Linked DNA regions of Mus musculus: region 2 is linked to region 1. The links are chromatin contacts, called in public capture Hi-C maps. All regions are on one chromosome and are shown on one strand. Each heading gives the region's core, a stretch centred on a gene start, on an enhancer-like site or on the middle of the called end of the contact. The rest is flanking DNA. Distances are from core to core; before and after follow the strand shown. Region 1 overlaps Tmprss13 (transmembrane protease, serine 13). Region 2 overlaps Cep164 (centrosomal protein 164).

Region 1 (5,668 bases), core at 1,649-4,148:
GTGCCTTGATGAAATCCTCAGGACAGACACCTCCAGGTCAGTGGAGAGACTAGGGACCTTTGAAATACTCAGGGAAGAAAACCCTCCTTTGGGTTGACAGAAAAATCCAGTGCATACTGGTCTAGCCTCCAAGGACTATAGCCAGCCAGAAGAAATAAAGATGTGTGTGCTGCCCTGGTTCGCCTCCTGGGACCTCTGAGGAAGTCCACACATACAGCATCGTTTACACCCAAGGGCTGACAATGAAGTCTGCTTCTGTCATCCTTCATCTTTTGACTTTGTACTGACTTAAAAGGCCATGAAGAGAATGCAAGACCTGTCCTCAGAACTTCTAAACAGCCCTTGTGAGTGGCCTCAGTTGGCCATTCTCCTGGTCTTCCCTGGGCCTTTTCTCTTGGTTACCTGTTGTTACTCAGCTCCACTCTCTTCAGCCTTCCTTGGGCCTACCAGACTTCTGTGATACTGAGTCTCGGAGGCAAGTTCAAGGAGATCAGACCAGCTCAGGACAGCTCAGGCAAGCTGGAGGTCACTGGAGTGGTTGGGCAGCATCAGACAGGGCTGAGACACAAGGGAATCTCTTCAAGGCTGGGAAGGAGGCGGGCAGCATCCATGTGTGCAGAAGATCCCAGCAATGAGCTTCCATAATAAAATCGTGTGGCACAAAGAAGTTGTTGGGTGCTTCATTGATGACGTAGGTAGAAACATCAAGATGGCCTGCACTCTGCCCCAGTGCCCAGGCATCTTGGACATGATTCTTCTTGACTTTCTCATCTTTGGCTTCTGCTCACCCATTTGCACATCTGTTCTTTGATTCCTTCCCCAATGAGAGCAGAGCTCAGTGGTGCCAGGTACTGATGCTAAGTCCAGACAATCCACAAGCAGTACAGCACTCTCTAGTCTTTGTGATGGAAGGGATGCTTAAGTGTGGGTACCACACTTGGAACATGGACATATGAGCCACCGGCCTCATCCAGAGAGGAGAAGTTTGAAGTGAGTTTTAAAGAGGAAGTGAACATTCCTAAAGTAGATGTGGCATGGGGCAGGCACTCTAGGGTCAGACGTTTCCCCTCGTCCTCTGCCTCTGCCTTTGTTATCTCAGCAAGAAGGGTGCTTATAAGCCCCAGTGATGACCTAGTTCTTTACAAGAGGGATGCGTCGGTGGCCTTTTCTACAAGATCTACTCCTCCATGCTTCTCCCTAACTTTTGCTGTTGTTTATTTTTCGAGACAGGGTTTCTCCCTGTAGCCCTGGCTGTCCTGGAACTAGCTCTGTAGACCAGGCTGGCCTTGAACTCAGTGATCGATCTGTCTCTGCTGGGATTAATGGTGTTCACCACTGCTGAACCAGCATTACTACACTAGCTGTAACAGATATGTCTCCACTAATGGCTGTCCAGCACCACTGCCACATTTGAGCATCCCTGTTGCCACAGCCAGCATTTTCCAGGTCTGCATGTGCCTGGCCGATGCTACATCTATGTCATTTGCATCTCTCATCGATGCCCAGGTGATCCTTCCTCTGACTCTTTTCTTGCTTCATCTGCTCAAGAAGGCATAAGGATGGCAGGGGCTGTGGCTACTGGATTCCTTTTTTTTTTTTTTTTTTTTTTTTTCCATAAGCAAAGTGTGCGTATCTCTCCAATGGAGTGTGGTTCTCATCCATTAAAAGGTCCCTGGGGTGCTCCCTCAGCTGGAGGCTTTCTCTCACGTGGGCTTTCCAGGACCTAGGTCTTTCCATTGTGTGACTGTCACGGCCCTCTTGTCTGCTTTTGGTGCAAAGGAAACCAGGTAGAAGACACACCCATTTCTTAACTGCCTGGCTCAGAGGCGATCCCTGTGAGCCTACCACAGTGTCGCTGAGAGGCCTTGGGGCCAGGAATGACAGCCTTTGAGGCAGTACATACTCACTTTAGAGGACAGCTACACATATCTCCGTTCACTTTAAGAAAAGCCAAAACTGGGGCTGAGTAACAAGACTTTGGCCACTACTGTGCATCTTTCTCCACATAACCAACTCTTTGCAGGGTATGTCGGACTTCAGATTGTAAGCTGATAGGCAAGTAGGGAAAGGCATGGGGATCGTACAGGAAAAAATAATCAAGCACCACAAAGGAAACAGAAAATATATTTCTTCAGCCCAGGACACCCATAGAGGCTAAAAATCTTACATAAAAGAGGTGGCGGGGGCTGGGCAGTGGTGGCGCATGCCTTTAATCCCAGAACTTGGGAGGCAGAAGCAGGTGGATTTCTGAGTTCGAGGCCAGCCTGGTCAGTTTCTGAGGAGTTTCTCAGGGATGCAAATGAGAGCCCCGGGAACTGCAGGGAACAGGGTTGGTGAACTCTGTGGAGAGGAGCCACTTGCAGCTTGGCTGGGGATCTGGCTGCCTCTGGGGTTTGATTAGCTTCCCGGGGGCCATTGTTTCTCATAATTGCTCTCCTTTGTTCTGATGCAATTGGGAGAACTGGAGGAGATGCACGAATGCTCCCAGCAATGACAATGAGGAGGACAGGGACAGCAATTCAGTATCTGCCTGTGTCAGACACTGAGCAAAGCACCTGACATCCATTATTCCTGTAAACCTGTAATCCCACAAAGCACGTGGTAACCATTCCAGCTTTGTAAACAAGGAAACAAGGAAGTGCACCTCCCAAAACACAGGCTCTCAAGGGCCAGAGCTGCACTGTGAATCTGTGGCTGTGGAAGCTTTCCCCCTACACTCCGCACCTAGCCTACTCCCAACCCCAGGTGAAGCCCCTCTAACCTGAGACCTCAGTAGGGCCTGGCTCTGTGTATCTTTCCAGGATAGGAGGAAGGGAAAAACACCCCAGGGACAGCTGGGTGGAAACCCTTGGACGTGATGAGAAGCTTAGACTTGGCAATTTCCAGAACCTTGGAGAAGGGCATCCAGAGTCAGAAGAGGCCCTGCTCCCAAGTGCACGGTGTCTAAGAAGCCCTGTCACACTACAACAAGCTGTCATTCAGTCTTTGTCTTCTTGATCTGGGTCAAGGTCTGTAAAAGGCACATACCATTCATTCTCTATTTCCTCTGCAAGGGACCTCACCTCCTGTCATTTGGAAAAACTGTGGCTCAGCCCAGGAAGTAAACAACATCCTGGTCTTGCCGCACAGCTGCCCAGAAACCTAGGAGGGCCATGTACAGATAGATGATCAGTCCTGGACCACCCAGGAACAAAGCTTTGTTTAAAACAGGCCTCCCAGAAAGATAAAGGTCTGGCCTGGTCTTTGATCCTCGACAGCTCAACTCCTCCGAATAGGAGACGGAGTGTAGACATCACAGGATGCCTTCCCTACACAATCCAGAGTCTCCAAGAGTCAGCCACACCTGTGCTTTCTAATTACACTGTTGTAGAGGTTGGACCCAGAGTACCTGGAGATGCAAATTCCAGCTTCACCACTTGCTTAACTATGTGATCCCAGCAAGCCAATCCCTCTATTTCCTCATAAGCAAAGTGTGTGTATCTCTCCTGCGTGCTGTAGAATTAAATGGGATGGTAGACAAAAACAAGAGACACAAAGAGACTATCTAGTTCGTTTGTCACTATATCCCTTCAGCAAACAAAGAAGAGTGGTCATGTGACCCAATCTTTAAGTTCTAGTAAACTTACCATTTCTCTGTATAAGTTTTCTAAGCAGTGAACTGCTCTTTCAGGAATAGATACTATTACCTAGGGTGGGTGGCTATCCAGCTGGCCATCTCTCTAAGCCACAAAACAGCAAGTGAACTTCACCTGTTCCCTTTGTCACATGGAAGAATTTTCCTCTAGAGCTTAGTGTCTCGACCAATGGCCTCTGACCCGCCAATGGAGTTGGCAAGTTTAGAGCTGTAAGGGTCACATATCCTCAGCTAATTCTCTTCCCACAGCCTTCTGCCCACGAATGCCCATGTTGTTACGTCCAGTGGGCATTTGTAAGTTCTCCTCTCACTGAAGTCTCTGTGGTTCTTCACAGTAGAGTAATCCCTCCTTGACAAAATCACCAACTTCCATGCCACCAACTCTTTCCCTTCCTCCTCGGGGCCTCTGGCTGACCTTTCTTGGTGGTCCATACATTCTGTGATGATGTTGCTGGGAGATGTGCCCACGCTCTCTTCTCTTCTGTGGTACATGATTATGTGGGCTATATCTCTTCTCTTGGTGGCAAAAATAACCCACAGCAGAGAGAGGAAGAGTCTATTTTCACTCATGGTTTTAGGAAGTTTCAGTCCCTTCTGGTGGGGAAGGCGTAGTGGACCAGGATTGCAGAGTGAACCGGGACTGCAGAGTGGCTCGTTACATCTTGGCATTAGACAGGAAGCAGAGGGCACTCTGTTAGGAACCAGCCTTAGCCACTCCTCTGCCCCTGTCTCTGGCAACATCCATTTCCAACCAGATCCATTTCCTCCAGCAAGGCTCCACTTCTGTCTTAGTCACTGTTCTTCCTGTGACCGCATCAGCTCTTACAATAGATTTATTTCAGTTGGCGTTCGGCTTCCGAGGTTTAGTTTATTATCATCATGATGGGGAGCATGGCAGCACACAGGCAGACATGGTGCTGAAGAAGATGAGAGTTCTACATCTGGACCCACAGGCAACAGGAAGAGGAAGCCATGGAGACTGACTCTGGTTTCTGAAACCTCAAAGCCCACACCCCTATGACACACTCCCACCAAGGCCATACCTTCTAATCCTTTCAAATGGTGCTAATCCCTCAGCATTCACGTATAGGAACTATGGGGATCATTCTTATTCAAACCATCACAACCTCCTAAAAGTTCCACAATTGCACTCCAAATTTCCCCAAATAACATTGTTACCTGCAAGCTGGAACCAAATGTTCAAACCTATGAACTGGTAAGGATCATTCCATAGGAAGCCATGTGAGTGAGCGGTACTAATGCTCCATGCTCAATGGTCCACTCATTCTCGTCCTGGGTTTCCAAACTTCTACAGAGCCGGCGGGAATTTGCTTCATCTCGCTAAGGTGGAAGGAAAGTCACAGATCTTCTTACATCAGATTTATCTGACTGAGCTGCTTCAGCAGGGCTGAACAATATCTGTTTTCGTGTTCTTCCCTCAGAGCACAGGGCAGACTGCTTTCCAGGCTGGGTGTCTACATGGGCACCACCCGGAAGAATGCACAAGTGGAGAAAAACCTCCAAGAGTCTCAGAAAAGCCACACTTCTGGTCAGGCTCAGGTGGCTCTTCTCTGTCCAACCCCAAAGCCACTTCCCCAGCAGGTACAAGCTTGCTTCTCTTAAGAGCTTTGCACAAATATGCATACATAAAAACCAAGCTGAACATAGATTACAATACACAATTATACCGGTTTTTATGTGAGCATAAGTTTTCATTACTCTGAAAGAAATGATGACAGGTGGGATTCTTGAATCATCTTGGTTTTGGTATATATAGTCAGTACTTTTTAAGGCATATAACCAATGTCTAATGATATCTCTGATGTCTTAATTTGTGTTTTTCTGAATACTTTTGATACTGATAATCTCTTTTGTGTGCCTATTTGCCATCTATAGATCGTCTTTGGTGAAGTGCTGTTTAAATATTTTTTAACCATTCCTTTGGTTGATTCTTATTGAGCTGTGTGATGGCTAACCTTCATTGTTTACTTAGAATCACCATGGAAACTCCTCAGGTGTGTTTGTGAGGGTGGA
Region 2 (5,372 bases), core at 1,190-3,689, 420 kb after region 1:
GTGACCTTGACCTCGCTGAGCTTAGACTTTACTTTCTCATCTCTAAAATACCCTAAGGTTAAGATTACAAACAAGAGCATAAGAAAACCACAGCGTGTGGAGGCATGCAACAGATGTTGGCTCACTGCCTCCCCCATCTCCTTGTTCCTTCCTAGGAAGTAGCTAGGACACTAGGCTGAGTTTCCTATACAGATTCCTGAAATATGCTGTGTGGGTTGGTTCTGGTTCTCCGAGCTAGTCCCTTGCCACAAGCTTAGGAATGTACGGAGACTGTTCACCCAGGGGAGCAGGAGAAAAGCCACTTAACCTTGCCAGCTATAGACTGGGGTGCAGGACATGGCATCGTTTACACGGGAAGAAAAAAACCTAGTCTTTGGGGAAATTGCTCGGTGGGTCTCCAGCCTTGCAAGTGGAAAACAGAGAAGTAGGAGACTATAAATGGGAGTGAGCTCTCTGAGGACTGGTGGCAAGAGGAGAGCTGAGGCAGCTTTGGGGAGGGCTCTACATTTTACTAAGGATTGCTAGGCACCTAGATATCTTTGAGCCTTGCTTTTCTGTCACCCATAAAAATGGAGCAGCCCACACCTGCCCCCAACTCCACCCTGTTGGGATAACTAAATCAGATACCCAGGGAGGTATTCCCTGAAGACCCATTGACCCCCACCTTCCTGTCCCTCGGGAAGAAGAACACAAGGCTTCCAAAGAGACCAGCACACTCACAGGACTGCCTCATAGAAAATTGACTTACAGAGATTTAATAGGTGCAAAAAAAAAAAAAAATCACAGGATTGTCACCAGAATTGGTTGTACCACATGAGCGGTTCTCAAGGCACACAGAGTGGAAGAAGTAACAAAACGGACTTTATCTGTGTGTGGTCAGCCGATGACTAAAAAATATCTAAAGGGTAAAAAGCCAACTGGCTGCTCGAGGTTTATTCCACAGCAAAGAAACGAACAATAAATCGGTGAGACCCTGTGGGCTGCGGGGGTAGAGGCAGCCCGCAGCTTCTCAAGACAAGAAAAATGAGGGCATTTTGTTTAAACAAGGAGACAGATGCTGAGAGCATCACCTGCAGCTCCTGCAGAGCCCGCTGAGGGGAAGTTGGGCCGAGGAGGCTTGAGCCAGAAGCACTAGCCAGAAGCACCTGACCCAAGATGGTCCCTGCTGGTGCCAGGCTGGAATCAGTTCCATCCACTGAGCTCTGGACAGAGTTGCTAGTTGGACTGGGCTAGGGGCGGCCCAGATAGAAGGACAGATGGAAATAGGGCTCATAGACACACTCGAGTTAAAGAAGAGAAATATCAAGATGGGGCAGAAGGCATTCCCCTCTTTCCCTATGGCTTTTTTGGCTTCCTGGAAAGATAGGTGCTTGAAACCTGAGGGCAAGGAAGAGCTCCACAGAGCACCCTAAGGGGGGAGAGGGCTGCTCCTGAGAATCGTGAGGAAATCACGGTGCCAGCCGAGGGGAAGGAGACAGAACATCCCTCGGGGCCCCTCTAGCAACATCCAGCCGGGCTCAGGCAGCTGAGCCCAAACTTGTGACAGTCAGAAGACATTTACAAAGAAAAAAAAAGGCAAAAAGAGAGGGACGGGTATGATCCTGTCGGGGCTGAGGTATCCGAAAGGGGCACAGACCCAGCACAGCCAAAGTGCCAGGGCATGCCATGCTAGGAGGCCATGTGAATAAAGGACCACATCCTCAGCAGGGGGCCAACCTCCAAGGAGGATCCCTAAGCCTCCCATAGCAGTCGCTTTAACTAAGGTGTCCACACCCCTGAAGTCTTCAGCAGCCCACATCTCAGTGCCACTTTGGTGCAGAAGCTCGCATATGTCCACATGTTTCTGCTCAGGACAGTCCATGGTTGAAGCGTGCGTGGCCGTCTACAGCCGTACTCTCCACCTATCTAACCCGGTGGTTCCTCTAAGTCCTCGGTGGGGTTCACAACGGAGGACATGCTTGATGAGAGAAATAAAATGTTGGCGGCTCCTCAGGCACTTGTAATAGAGGAGGAGGCCGCCCTGCCCCGCCCCACACGGGGTTCAGTAATGAAACACATTCAGTCTGTTGTTCTCGTCCAGGCCCAGCTGCAGGAGGTTCGATAAGTTCGATGTGGTTGTTGCTTTGGGCGCCGAGGAGAAAAGCTGTCTGGTCACAAAGTGAAGGAAAACTGGACGGCTGAGAGAAAGGGTCTACGGTCCAAAGGGGTATTCTCCGACACCACCGAGGCCGGTGGTGGAGAGCAGGCCAGTCAAGTTGCTATCACCGGGAGGGACTAAAGCTTGGGGACCAGCTAAAAGGATACACCTTGGGGTCGTTCCGGAAATGTTCCAGCCACTTCCGGTTGGAATCGATCAAGCTCTGAATGCTGACACCATCCGTCCTGGGGACTCGAGGGTGGGAGCGCTGCAGGAAGTGGAGCTGCTCACTGGAAAAGGGAGGAGAGCAGGCAGGAAGCTGGCGGCACGCCCGAACGGAGCCCCGCCTCTCTGCGACCCTCTCTCACCTCTGTAAGGCCTCCAGCAATCAAAGGGCCTTCTCTGGTAATGCGGAGGGGCATCAGTTCCCCAAAAGGAAGGTCTTGGCTGCCCTCCACCCCCTTCCTGAGCATCTCATGCAAAGTTTACTCTGGACCTTCGCATCTGTCCATCCTCGGCCGTTCTCATCAGCAAAGAGCTCCCTCTGTCCACCCAGATACTTACACAGCAGCAGCTCTCGGGCTGGCCCAGAGAGCAGAGATAAATTTGTGGGGGTTTACAGTTAGGGCTGAGGTGGCGAGAACAAGATATTTGCCAGAGAGTGAGATGAACAGGAAATGGATAACAGGACCAAATAATCGCTTGCCATAGGAATCAAAGAGTTCAGTGGCAAAGCCGGGTCAGACTCCAGGGCTGGTGGGGCCACGGGATGAGCTGGGCTTCACCTCAGTCTCTCCCCCGATGGGCAACACCTGCAGAGCCCACACACCCTGCCTCACATCCACTGAACCTTGGCAGCGGCGATCTGACTGTTTACTTGCCGTGGTGGAGTTTCTCAGAAAAGGCAAGATGTAGGTGTCTCTGGGCTGGGGACCTGTCTGGGCTCCAGGCCAACAGGATCATGAGGTTTGTTCCCATCTGTCCATGGTGCCATTGGCCCAGGGGGGTACAGTAAAGATCTAAACTGTGAGGCCACACCCAGCGCAGAGACTTACCTTACAGACACATAACCCAGCTTGTTCTCCGGTGGGGGAGGAGAGCCACTGAGCAACGGGATGCCAGCTGGAACAGCAAGAAGATGGGGTCTAAGGGCAGCCCCAGCCCCAGCAGGCCACCTCCACATTCACTACCAGTGCCCCTGCATTCCCAGAAAAGGATGTCCCCAGAACAAACAATGGCAGGGAATGTTGCCATGCTGGAGGTGAGAGACAGGTGACAGACAAGAACTGTCCTGTTTACTTTGATTCTAAAAATTTCGTTTTCAATTTGGGCTGAGCCGAAAGACTTTTTTGTTTTTTACATTTTTTTTCCCTCAAATGGTTGCCTTTCTGACTTATGTTACTCGACAAGGCAAAACTAGGTCCCAGAGCAGAAGCCAGGGCCACGGGGTCATAAGCACAGGGTCAAAACTTGGTATATGACTCACTCATTCGAAGGGTACTCTGGAGTTTACTACTAACCCTCAGAGTCTCAGCTTACTCAGCTATAAAATGGGAACTGTACTGACTGGTTTTGTGTGTCAATTTGACACAAGCTGGAGTTATCACAGAAAAAGGAGCCTGAGCCTCACTTGAGGAAATGCCTCCATGAGATCCAGCTGTAAGGCATTTTCTCAACTAGTGATCAATGAGGGGAGGGCCCCTTGTGGGCAGTGCCATCCCTGGGCTGGTAGTCTTGGGTTCTATAAGACAGCAAGCTGAGCAAGAGAGGGGAAGCAAGCCAGTAAGTAGCACCCCTCCATGGCCTCTGCATCAGCTCCTGCCTCCTGACCTGCTTGAATTCCAGTCTTGCCTTCCTCCTTTGGTGATGAACAGCAGTGTGGAAAGTGTAAGCTGAATAAACCCTTTCCTCCCCAACTTGCTTCTTGATCATGTTTTGTGAAGGAATAGAAACCCTGACTAAGACACTGGGATAAATAACTACTACCTGAGAACTATAACATAGACTAAATGAAGGTGTGTGTGTGTGTGTGTGTGTGTGTGTGTGTGTGTGTAAATGCCATAGTGTACTGTACTAATGGCAGACAATAGGACAACAATAGTAACTTTTTAAAATTCTGCCAAGCTCTAGCATTGATAATAACAGCTCCAAGCAGTGCAGGCTCAGTGTAAAGCTTCCCCGCACAGAGCCTCTAGCTGGAGAGCGACCGGCAAAGGTCTTCCTTCCCCAGGCCCCCACAGACAGAGCCAATGGACCAAAGATGATGGCAAAGATAAGGGGTAGGCAAAAGAAAAAGAAAGGACATGGGACAAAGGGAAGAGATGTGGAGGTAGGGACCTACAGGGAAAATACTTGCGCCACTTCTCCAGCAGGAAATCATCCACAGTTTGAGAGGAGGAGGAAGAGGTCAGCTTGGTGCCCTGCCCTGGGTCCCAGGCCCACTGGGTGGACATGGGTGTGATGGAAGATAAGGAGGAGAGCTTGGCCTGGGAGGAGTAGGCAGGGTCAAGGACATTCTTGGAGGACCGAAGTGAGGAGGTGAAGAGTGGAGGCGGGGGCTGGCTGCCGAGGCCCTGGGGCGGCGGCTGGGAGTTGAGGCTTCCCAGCACATTCAGCACGCCGTTTAGCTCACTGCTGATTCGCTGAAGGGAGCTGCTCAGGTAATGGATCTTGTTGGGATCAGCAGAGGTCGGGGTCGGGGTGACTGGAAGGCAAGAGGCAGAGGATTCAGTATGTCGCTGGCACCTGAGTGTCTTACTAGTGCCTCTCCCTGTCCCCGCAAATAACAGGGCTCCCATAATGGACCTTATGGGGGGGACAGAGGATGGATGGCAGGACTTCTGTGTCCTAGACAAGGGGCCCAAGGACATAGACAAAAGGGAAAACTAGGTCCTTGACACAAATATAGGCCAGAGCCACTGAGACCAGATGGTTGCAGGAGGCCTGGAGAGAAAAGACTGCAGGGATCCTTGGTCCCTCTATCTCTCCATCCCTCCATCCCTCCATCCCTCCATCCCTCCATCCCTCCATGCTGCAGGCCCAGCGCTGATGGCATACCTCATGCAGACACAAGCTCAGTACATGGCTCAGGGTAAGGGACAGGACCTTGGCCCCCACCCTCCCTCTCCACAGCACTGACCGTCTCCCTCCTTGGCTTCCCTGTGTGCCTCCACTCACTGTGCAGCACGGGGCTGGACTCAAGACTCTCACTGCTCAAATCGTCCATGTCACTGAG

What was found. Capture Hi-C pulls out chosen DNA fragments and counts their contacts.
Region 2: a capture Hi-C map of embryonic stem cells shows a contact between it and region 1, with 2.9 times the contacts expected there. The contact joins two enhancer-like sites. A contact is called at or near these places in 2 of 484 Hi-C or Micro-C datasets (muscle stem cells and nephron progenitors), 2 of 115 datasets of contacts at active chromatin or transcription factors (both in embryonic stem cells) and 1 of 9 other capture datasets (embryonic stem cells).

Annotation. Positions count from the first base shown.
Region 1 is chr9:45,346,918-45,352,585 of GRCm38.p6, forward strand. Tmprss13 (transmembrane protease, serine 13) reads left to right here. Exons shown (of 13, transcript NM_001013373.2): 13 at 1-664. Among named protein-coding and RNA genes, the nearest start is that of Fxyd6, 20 kb to the right of the region's middle. Within about 2 kb of position 2,899, at least 12 of the 459 cell types and tissues checked have an H3K27ac peak or open chromatin away from gene starts, as enhancers often do. A contact at or near this core is called in embryonic stem cells, where this site is marked.
Region 2 is chr9:45,766,217-45,771,588 of GRCm38.p6, forward strand. It overlaps Cep164 (centrosomal protein 164), which reads right to left. Exons shown (of 30, transcript NM_001081373.3): 26 at 5,315-5,372; 27 at 4,479-4,841; 28 at 3,193-3,259; 29 at 2,305-2,427; 30 at 730-2,147. The coding sequence ends at 2,042. Among named protein-coding and RNA genes, the nearest start is that of Cep164, 60 kb to the right of the region's middle. Within about 2 kb of position 2,440, at least 19 of the 459 cell types and tissues checked have an H3K27ac peak or open chromatin away from gene starts, as enhancers often do. A contact at or near this core is called in embryonic stem cells, where this site is marked.